Linked DNA regions of Cricetulus griseus: region 1 is linked to region 2. Evidence: chromatin contacts called from public Hi-C data. All regions are on one chromosome and are shown on one strand. Each heading gives the region's core, a stretch centred on a gene start, on an enhancer-like site or on the middle of the called end of the contact. The rest is flanking DNA. Distances are from core to core; before and after follow the strand shown.

Evidence for each region. Hi-C and Micro-C count contacts between places; a contact is called where the count stands out from the background.
Region 1: a Hi-C map of the CHO-K1 cell line shows a contact between it and region 2, with 9 times the contacts expected there. The contact joins the enhancer-like site here to the promoter of Smco4 in region 2. A contact is called at or near these places in 6 of 8 Hi-C or Micro-C datasets (the CHK-Q cell line, the CHL-YN cell line, the CHO-K1 cell line and 2 more).

What each region holds. Positions count from the first base shown.
Region 1 is chr4:129,157,938-129,163,138 of CriGri-PICRH-1.0, forward strand. No RefSeq gene overlaps it. Among named protein-coding and RNA genes, the nearest start is that of Slc36a4, 21 kb to the right of the region's middle. Within about 2 kb of position 2,429, at least 1 of the 6 cell types and tissues checked has open chromatin away from gene starts, as enhancers often do. A contact at or near this core is called in the CHO-K1 cell line, where this site is marked.
Region 2 is chr4:128,981,528-128,986,592 of CriGri-PICRH-1.0, forward strand. Smco4 (single-pass membrane and coiled-coil domain-containing protein 4) reads left to right here and starts at 1,844. Exons shown (of 3, transcript XM_027410873.2): 1 at 1,844-1,977.

The DNA.
Region 1 (5,201 bases), core at 1,179-3,678, 180 kb after region 2:
CTGCAGCTCAGTCCCAGTGCTTGCTGTGGCTACTGAGCCATCTCCACAGCCTGTGATTGGGTCTCTGAAAAATGAATTTAGGGTGTTGGGGGTGTTCTGTGGAGAGAGTGGGAGAGGTCTGTGTTGAAAGTATCAAATACCAGGTGTTACCACAACAGTACTTTCATTTTTCTGGTGGTCAATTATTAACATAAGAAATATTGAGACTGACACATGTATAGAGTAGGTGCCAAATAAATGGTATCCAAATGAGAGACTAAAAAGAGGCAGAAGCAGACATTTGCTCTTATCATACTTAAATTCCATCATAAATCATGGAATTTGAGAATGAAGAGACGATGATGCCTCTTTGTCTACTGCCTTAATGACTGGCTTCAGGTCAAACACTTTAAAACCTCAGAATTGAATTTGAGGCAAGGATGAAAGAGAAAGATGTGGTAACTGCTGCATGGTTGCCTCTTAAAGACAGCAATACTTTGTAGACTAACAGAGAGCTACAAGATGACTTTTTTAGCTAAAAGGCTATCATGAGAGAATAGAAATAACCCTCATAAGTTATTTGTCATGTCATCTCTCTGGCCGAGAAATACAGAATTCACCAGTTGGTGATAACTATCCTCTACATTTGTATAGTCCTCCCATTCCCAAGGAGACCTCAAAGACAAGCCCTCCATTAAGTCTCACAGGATGTGAGCACAGCCTTTGAGATCCACTGTAAGATGCAAATTGTCTACATTTTAGTTGTGGTAGCATCATGAAGGGCACTTATATGAGAGAGCCCCTGACATGACACATCTGGTCTCTGTGGTAGAGTCCACTTCCTGGTTCTTGATGTGGATCTTACTGCACCCTGGGGTAAAATGAGGTAAAGTCCACTGCACCCCTGGTCTCTAAGGTAAAGTCCACTGAACCTCTGGTCTCTAAAGTAAAGTCCGCTGCACCCCTAATAAAATGAGATAAAGTCTACTGTACCCCTGGCCTCTGAGGTAAAGTCCACTGCACCCCTGGTCTCTGAGGTGAAGTTCACTGCCCACTGATCTCTGAGGTAAAGTCCATTGCACCCCTGGTCTCTGAGATGGTGCTCACTGCACCCCTGGTCTCTGAGGTGGCACCTACTGCACTCCAGCAGACAGCTTATAGAAAGTAGAATGAAAATCCCAAGGACAGCTCCATTATAATGGCTAGGGAACACAATCCATTGGTTGCTGTGGATTAAAATGTCATTATGTGGTATATGACCATTTTCTGAGACTCAAAATAAGTTCTGGGTTTCTAAATAACAGATTCATATTGACTTTCAGTTTAGTTTCCTGAAGACAGAAACAATCAGATACCTTGGAAAACTTGCTCTGAAAAGACACATATCCATTTATTAAGTGAGAGGAAGAGCTTGTGAGACTTAATTGAAGCTTTTTTCTCTGAAGCTGCTAATCAATCAGTGTTCATTAGGAAATATCCCCCCCCCTTTCCCATACAAGCACCACAGAGGTGCTTGGGTGCTGAGATCTACTAAGCCAGGAGGGACCCACTTGTAGGAGGGCAGGGTACTTGTGTGTTTGGCCTCACTTAGCACTGAGGTGCTCCTTGTGAGCAGTGCAGTAAGTGGGCAGGTGTGAGATGGGATGCTGGTGACAGGTGCTGCTATAGTCTGGCAGTCAAAAGACCAGAGTCCAGCCCGGTGTACAGGAGACAGTGGGAAGGGGGAAGGGCTGTGGGCCTCTCCTTACCACTCGCCCAGATGTGCCTACTGTCGTGGCATGGCCCCTAAGAATGAAAGGAGATTTAGAGCTGAGGGTAGATGATAACAACTAATCTTGGGAAACAGAGGTTTTTCTTTGGTTTAGAAAAATGCGGACATAATCTGTTTTGTGTTTGTGTGGAGACGTCATGCAAACCCCCATTCTCCCTCATTCTGCAGCATTCACCAATCTCCTGTGGTAAGCCAGACTTTAACGATGGATGCTGGGGATGTGATGAGGGACTGGACAGAAGCACCTGCTGCTTGAGTAGCTTGTTACATGCAACAGGAAAGAAAAAAGCCAATAAAGGGTCCGGGTGTTGGTGGCGCGCACCTTTAATCCCAGCACTCGGGAGGCAGAGGCAGGCAGATCTCTGTGAGTTCGAGGTCAGCCTGGTCTCCAGAGCGAGTGCCAGGATAGACTCCAAAACCAAAAAAAAAAAAAAAAAAAAAAAAAAAAAAAAAAAAAAAAAGCCAATAAAGGAATAACAACACAACAACACAACAGAGAAATACAGGGATCTGAGGAGTCCCAGAACAGGGCCACACAGCCTGGGGCCAGAGCTGGCATTTCAGATTGAAAACATGTTTAAGATGTGATGTGAAGGACTTCATCCTGTCTGACATGTCCCTCACCCCCACCACTGCTGTGGCCAGCACCAACCACAGTGACACATCTCTCACTCAGCATTTAGATCCCCGGTGTTGGGGCAGAATGTAGATTATTAAAAGCAAAGATAAGTCTTCGCATCCCCCTGTACGTGGGTTTTAAAATGGCACAGAAACAGATGAGTAACTGACTGAAGAGGGAGAAGAGTCCTGCAGAAACACCAGAGTTCACCAGCAGCAGGCCCAGTCTGGCCTGGGATTTACTTCAGCAGGGCCACTTTCAGCTGCTTGCAGGCCTGTTAGTTAAGGCTGCACTGCCACCATGAGGACAGTCTGGCTACTGTCAGGATTAGGACCCTTGTGACCCATAACTGCTTGGAATCGTGGCTTCCTGCTGAAGACAGAAATGACTCTGTGGAAAACCAAGGCCCGCCCACCACCCAGGGGCCCTTCCTCAGGCTCTCCCAGCCTCATTACAAGGCAAGGACAGAGAGTCTCCTGGTGGATGTGCACACACACTACAGGTTAGAAAAGCGGACATACAAAGGTGTCACGTTGCATTTCTCCCCTGGCTGACTTCTCTTGGACTCCCACTGGCCCATTCCTCCCACTGATCACAGGAAGGCTCAGCAGCCTTAAGCGGAGGCTAATACTCCCTCTTCAGTGTCCTCTCCCCTTCAGGGACTTTGCATTCTGGTACATCCTGGTTATCACTCCCAGGAGAAAATGAGGAGCTCTTTCACTGAGCCCCTCCTCACAGGTCTTTTGGTCAGCCCTGTCCACTGCTGGGCCCCCCAGGGAGCCAGCACCTAGAAAACTTGGACTGTAATCCAGTCATTCTGACTTCTGATACTTGACCCCAATGGTGGCTTACCTCTCTGAACTTTCTGTTTGTCATCTACAAAATAAATATCAATAGCCAGACCTATCTGTTGGGACTGTTGAAATCAAGGCATGTCCTGTGGTGCATGCCAGATCTGTATACATGTCACACACTACCCCTAAACTCCATGTATCTGCAAGGGTGCACACTCCAGCATAAAAGCAAAGGGAGGCACAGGAATACTGTGTTGGAAGTAACGTGGGTGTAGTAACTTACAAAGTACTTTTTGTGGATTTGAGGATCCATCAAGTAAGTTTAGATTTCCAGAAAGGGAGCTTCCTGTTGTGAAAATTAAGGAGGTATATTTTCTAGAATGAGGGATTAGGAAAGGACTTTTTGGGGGCTAGATTGAAGGCTCAACTGTTAAAGGACTTGGTCTTGCAGAGGACCCGGGTTCAGTTCTCAGCACCCATGTGTCAGCTCACAACCAGCTGTATCTCCAGCTCCAGCGGATCCAAAGCCTTCTTTAGACTTCTGAGGGTACCACACACACACGTTGTATGCATACATATATTCAGGCAAATACTCATACACATAGAATAAATGAAAGAGGAAGACTTTAATAGTAGCCTAGAGTGACAAGTGACAGATTGAAATAATCATTTCAAAGAAACGGAAACTAATATATGTAGACACGTATAACTGGCCTAGCTCTGCATTTTTCTTGTCTAGAGTGGAGATCAGCATTGGCCACTTGCAGGAGACGCTTATGAGACTGGGCCTGCTAAGGTTCCCTGTGGAGGGAGGTGGAAGGGTCACAGGGCTCAGGGGACATTAATGATATCCTCACTGGTCCCTTCTTCTCAGAGAGGTCACAGACACTGTAAACCACTGGGGTGAGTCGTTTTGGTAAGGTGGTTGCCTATATGCTGACCAGTGATCTCCAGGTGGTGTGGCCGCCTGTGAGTTACCCATGCACCTGTAAGAAACAACAATTAACTCACCATTTCCCCAAGCTGGACTTTTGCAGAGACATGTTTTTGATCTACTAGTTTCCATTCTCAGGTGAGCAGACATTTTGAAAACACAGAACTGTTACCTTCAGTGGCTGTTACTATTGACTGATTGTCAACTTGACAGGGTCTAGAATCACTGCAGAGCCAAGCCTCAAGGCATACCCCTGAGGGATTACCTGAATTGGGTTAGCTCTGGCTGGCTATGAGGGCTCATCATGATCAGGTTCAGGTGGGATGACTGGGCCGCTGTGAGCAGTTTCACTCCCCAGCCAGGCTCCCAGATGGAATGAAAAGGAAAAATGAGCTGATTGCCAGCATTCTTCTTCCAGCTGTGGAAGCGATGTGACTTCAAGCTCCTGCCCTAACATGATGGACTGTTCCCTTGAATTGTGAGACAAAACAACCCCCTCCTTGCTTTCTCCAGGATATTTTACACAGCAATGGAAAAGGTAACTGATACACTGTCTCTCCTGAGGGCTCTCCTGATGACCTGCACAGCATCCAGGGAACCAGGCAGAGAACTGGGGTGTGGAGTGCCTGCCACTGGCCTCCCCAGTGCCCAGGCTGCAACTTTCTTCACGAGAAGGAATTTCCCACTTATTTACTTACTTATTTCTTTTTGTTGTTGTTGTTTGGTTGCTTTTGTTTATTTTGAGACAGGGTTTCTCTGTGTAACAGTCCTGGCTGTCCTGGAACTTGCTCAGTAGACCAGGCTGGCCTCAAACTCACTGACATCTGCCTGCCTCTGCCTCCCAAGTGCTGGGATTAAAGACATGCCCCAACAACACCCGGTTAGAATTTCTCCTTCTTTAAAATGTATGCCATTGCTGACTCCTCAGGAAAATGGGAATCAGTCTACCACAAGATCCAGCAATTCCACTCTTAGGCATATACCCAAAAAGAAGCACATCCATTCAACAAGGACATCTGTCCAACAATTTTCATAGCAGCATTATTTGTAATTGCCAGAACCTGGAAACATCCTAGATGCCCCTCAACTGAAGAATGGATAGAG
Region 2 (5,065 bases), core at 594-3,093:
TTAATAAACTAATAAATGTGTTACCACATAAGAGTGGCCTTGCTCCCAGGGTTGTCTTTGCTAGTCAGGTGACAGAGCCACCGCCCTGGGCTTTAAGGAAGTCCTTAAAGTGGTGGTGACACACCTTTAATTCCAGCACCAAGGAGGCAGAGATAGTGACCCGCCTGGTCTACAGTGAGAGTCCCAGGACAGCTAAGGCTGCACAGAGAAACCCTGTTTTGGAAAAAAAAGAAAAAACAAACAAACAAACAAATAAACCAACAAAACAAAACAAACAACAATAACAAAACAATGCAAAGATGTTCTCAAAAGAAAAAAATATAGTCTTTTTAGGGGCTAAAGAGATAGCACAAAAGTTAAGAGCACTTGCTGTTCTCCAGGGGACTCAAGTTTTAGTTCCAGCACCTTCAAAATGGCTCAGAACCTCCTGTAACTGAAACTCCAGGGGATGATCTGGTGCCCTCTTCTGGCCTCCTCGGAGAACACATACATACATGTAAATAAAAATTAACCATAAAATGGCCTTTATTTTCTGCCTGTGTCCCTGTGTGTCTGCAAGTACATGTGGAGGTCAAAGGTCAACACCAGTGGTCTTTCCTCTATGGTTGAGACTTGCTTTTTGTGAAAGGGTCTCTCATGGAACCTAAGAGCTCAGCCTTTTAGGGGGAGAGAGAGAAAGAGAGAGAGAGAGAGAGAGAGAGAGAGAGGAGGGAGGGAGGGGGGAGGGAGGAGGGAGGGAGAGAGAGAGAGAGAGAGAGAGAGAGAGAGAGAGAGAGAGAGAGGAGAGAACACACACACACAGAGAGACAGAAAGAGAGGAGAGAACATTATCCCCAGCATTTATGGGGTGCAAGGACCAGAACTTGACCCTAATGCTTGGGTGGCTGGTACTTCACTGAATCACCTTAGACCCCAAAGTAGCTTTCTTATTCCTATGTGTGTCCATCCTTTGATAGACCAGTAATAGAACAAATAAGCACCACGGCTATACTAAGCGGGAGGCATGATCTCTGTGGATCTTCAAACCACAACACTAGAAAGTAGGTTTCATGATATAGATAAGTTCTTTTTTGGGAAAAGGAGATTAGCTTTCCTGAGATGGTTCAACTTTTAAGTGGTTGATTTAAACCACTGTGTGTTTGTCCACACGTCCTTAGTAACATTTAGCTTAGGGCCTTGTGGGGCTTTAATACTGATGAGATAAGGAGCAAGAAATCCCATTTTGTTTATAAGCTGAACATGTGGGCACATGTATAATTTACAAGAAACAAACGCTCATCGGAGCATCCCCTTGTGAAAATCTACTTGGATGGCAGGGGAAGATCTGTGTTTTTATTTTGCTTCCTCATAAACCCCAGGCACAAACACAGGACAAACTTCCGCCATCAGGCACTGACCTGCACCAGATATAAAACTGTGCAGCTTCTTGAATGTACCCAAGGACCACCTGAACACAGTTCCGCAAGGGTGGCCACGCGAGGAATCCAGCGCCTCTGTTCACAGACCGCTTGGCAGGACAAGCTCAACTCTCCATGTAGAACATACTCCCAACCCCCTAAACCTTCCCTTCTTCCTCAACAATGGCGGAGGTGCGTCTGGGTGTACCTGGCCTGTTGGCAGTTGACCATGCAATAAAGCACTTCGCTTTTGCAAGACAGACCCCCGCCTCCCCTTCACTGGTTCCTAGACTCAGGGTGCGTCAGGCTTGGCCGCCTCCGCTGGGCCTGCCAGCCAGCCACGCGTGCGTCTGCATCTGGCGGCGGGCCAGGCATTCAGGCCTGCGGGGCGCCCGCGGGGTGCAGGGTGCCGCGTGGCCCGGCCCGCGTTAGGGTTAGGGCGCAGGATTCGGCTTCCCGGCGGCAGAGGGCGCCTGGCGCCGCGGTCCCGCGCCCTGGAGCCGCCCGCGAGGCGCGAGCAGAGGCGAGGCGGGCGAGCGGCGGCCCCTGCCACGTACCCGGCCGTGCGCGGCGGCGGCAGGTGGGCGCGGGGGCTGCGGGGACCGCGCGGCTCCGAGCGGGGCTTCGGTGCGCGGTGCGGGAGGCCGGGGCGCCGCGGGTGGCGCGCGCTGGCGGGCGGGACGGCTCTGCGCTCCCCGCCGCGCCTTCCAGGCCGGGCCGGGAAAAAGTTGGGGCGGCTCGCTGGCCTCGGGGACCGGGCGGGAAGTGCGGCACGGGCGGCCGAGGCCCCCCGCGGACACACGCGCGGCCCGCAGAGGGGCGCGTGTTTGCAGGTGGCGGCGGGCGGCCGGGGAACCCAGGAAGGCGGCGGGGACGAACTGGCCTCTATCCCCGCTGCGGCCCAGGGGGCCCGGCCCAGAGTTGGGGGCCCCTCGTGGCGTCCGGGGCCCCCGTGGGGCAGGAACTGAGCGTGGTTTCCTGCGTCGCGGGCTCCAGAACCGCCCCTCCCGGTGCCTCATTCACCTCACACTGCGGTGCGTTTGTCTTGGGGAAGTTGAGCGGGCCGCGGAGTGAACGGTATGTGTAGGGTGTTCTGAGGAGACTGGGATGGGACCGCATGAAGCACGCACACCCACCCACCCTCTCATTCCCTGCTCAATGCTGCGAAAGTCTGGGCCCCCTAGCGTTTAAGAGATTCCCGGGGCTGGGCCAGCAGCTGCCCAAAAAGCCACACAGCACATCCAGGCATAGTGTGTGGACATGGCTTCTGCTTTTCGGTCGTTGGATACTTCCCAAATAAGGTTTCAGCGGATGCCCATGAGTTATTAGAACAACCTTTGTGGTGCCCTTTGATGAACCAGATGACCCCCACCCCCACCCCCAAATAAACTTAGTATTCAAGACACCTCTATGCCCAGTCCAGTGCAGCAGCACACAGCTGTGGGCCCAGGCCAGGGGCCTCTTGAGTCCTTGGGAGAATCTCAGTGTGTCAGTAGGACATGACCTTGGGTGAGCCCTCTGGACCTCAATGTTGTTACCTGTGCAATAGGAGTAAAAAGCCAGATAATTTCTAAGAGGCAGAAATAGGTTTCTGAGGGACACTGAAGCCTTGTCTGACTTGCAGGTTCCTGTGTGCACATATGTTTGTTTCTACTTGCTCTCAGGAAGAAATTAGGATACTGTTAAAGGGAAGCAGAAGCTAAAAAGATTGACCACACAAAGCAAAAAAGTAATTATTGATAGTAGTTGTACATTGTGAGTGCTGTGCTCATGCAGGCAGTGGCTGCTCTGGGCTGCCCATTTGTTTTTGCTGTAAAACTGCTCCTAAAGCTGATAACATGCTGAACATATTACCCATGGGCATGAATGGTTTCTTTTCTTAGCTTCAAGTCTGGGGTGGTCGCTCAGTTGGCTTGATGGAGCCCTCCCTCAAGGACATGTCCGGATCTCATTATCCTGTTTGACTGAGCCTTGAGCAACTGCAACCCTGCTGTATCTTCTATTCCAGCTTAGAAGTGGTGGGGCTGATGTCCTATTGCATGTGGTGTTTCTGAACTAAGCTGATTTCTTTCAAGTGAAAGTAGTAAATAAATAGGCATGCGGTATGCCTGGGTGCAGCTGTTAAAAATAGCTTCCAGTAGCAGTGTATGCTGTGTCTACACCATTTCATTTCCCAGTCAAACCTAGGGCAACCCCTCTCCTGAACTTGGGGAAAACAATTTTTGGGTGCTGAGGGCAGTCACAGAATCCCGGTAACCAGGACTAACCAGCTTATTAATGTTCTCCTGTCCACTTGCACTCCCAGCTTCCAAATCCACATGTTTGGCTAGTTTCTTGGGAGTGGCAGTAACTATTAAGATAGTGTAAAATGGTATCTTAAACACATAAGGGCTTGACTAATTCCACCCAGCCCTTAAGATATGAGCAGTGTGTGCATGTGTGAATATGACTTTAACAGAGACGCTAAATTAACAAAAATCATGTTTTCAGCATAGTTACCATTTGGCCCCTGATGCTTTTTAGGCTTGGTTCACGGGTGAGAAAGCAAAGCCTTTGGTAGTGATGGGAAAGCAATTATAGGTATAAAAGGTTGCCATCTCTAAGTGATATCACACACCTGAAAATCAACATGCTGTCTTACTCAGGATGTTGGACCATGAGCACTGGAGGACACTGGGAGCCGCCTGTGAAGTGGATCTTGGGAGTATAGTATAAGTCCTGACTGAGCCCTTGGCCTCACCTCTGGCCTGAGATCTGCTGGTGTGAAAGGAGCCATGCTGCCTTCCCTCACCTGTAGGGAAGGCTGGCCCCTCCTCTCTCCTCGCTCAGGCACTCCAGATAATGGGATTGATTAAGTCTTCCAGTAGGAATTGTCCTCAGGGGAGAAAGGCTTTTTAAAGTACATTTTTGTCCTTATGAATAATTCCTCCAGCTCCTGCCTCCCACACCAGTCCCAGCACACACAGAGCACATCCCAGGGCCTTGGGCTATGCATGGGTTCAAGAAGGAACTGAACAAAATCAGAAGCCAGAAAGGGTTGGTCCTGTGTTGGGAGATGGAGGTGGTTTGCTTAGTTTCTGGATTTGTGTTCTTTTTTTGGTCAAGGAAAAGATAACTGAATTTGGGAGCTTCTGGGGGCCCTGAAAGTGGTTGAATATATGAGAAGGCATGGGCAAGAGGCCATGGAGGACCTGAATCTGGCTGACAGTAGGTGTGGAAGCACTTTCCACCCAGTCCTCCAGCCCCTCTGCTGGGGCCTTGATGTTTTGCACTCCAGGCAGATTGTGACTGGCCTTAGTGGCAGCATCAGTGAATTTCTGTAGTTAGTTGTGTGCCGAAAAGGAAATTAAATTCCAAGAGGGTGTTTGTTGTGATGGATGCCAGGATTTTTATTAGGATATAGTCAGTCTATAAAAGTACCTCCTAATTCCCTGAAGATATTTATTAAAAAATAGTTTTTAAACCATCGAAATGTCTCTATTGTGAGTCTTTGAAATGTCACCCTTCTAAATTTTTGAAACAAATGAGATCCAAAGCATCCCAGGAATTTATATTTTAACCTGTTCTTTCCCCATTCTTACGTTGTTTTAGTAATGAGTTCATTTTGGTTTCTTGTACATTTAATAGCCCAGTTTTTACATCTTAGAGTTTGCCTCTGCCCTCTCTCT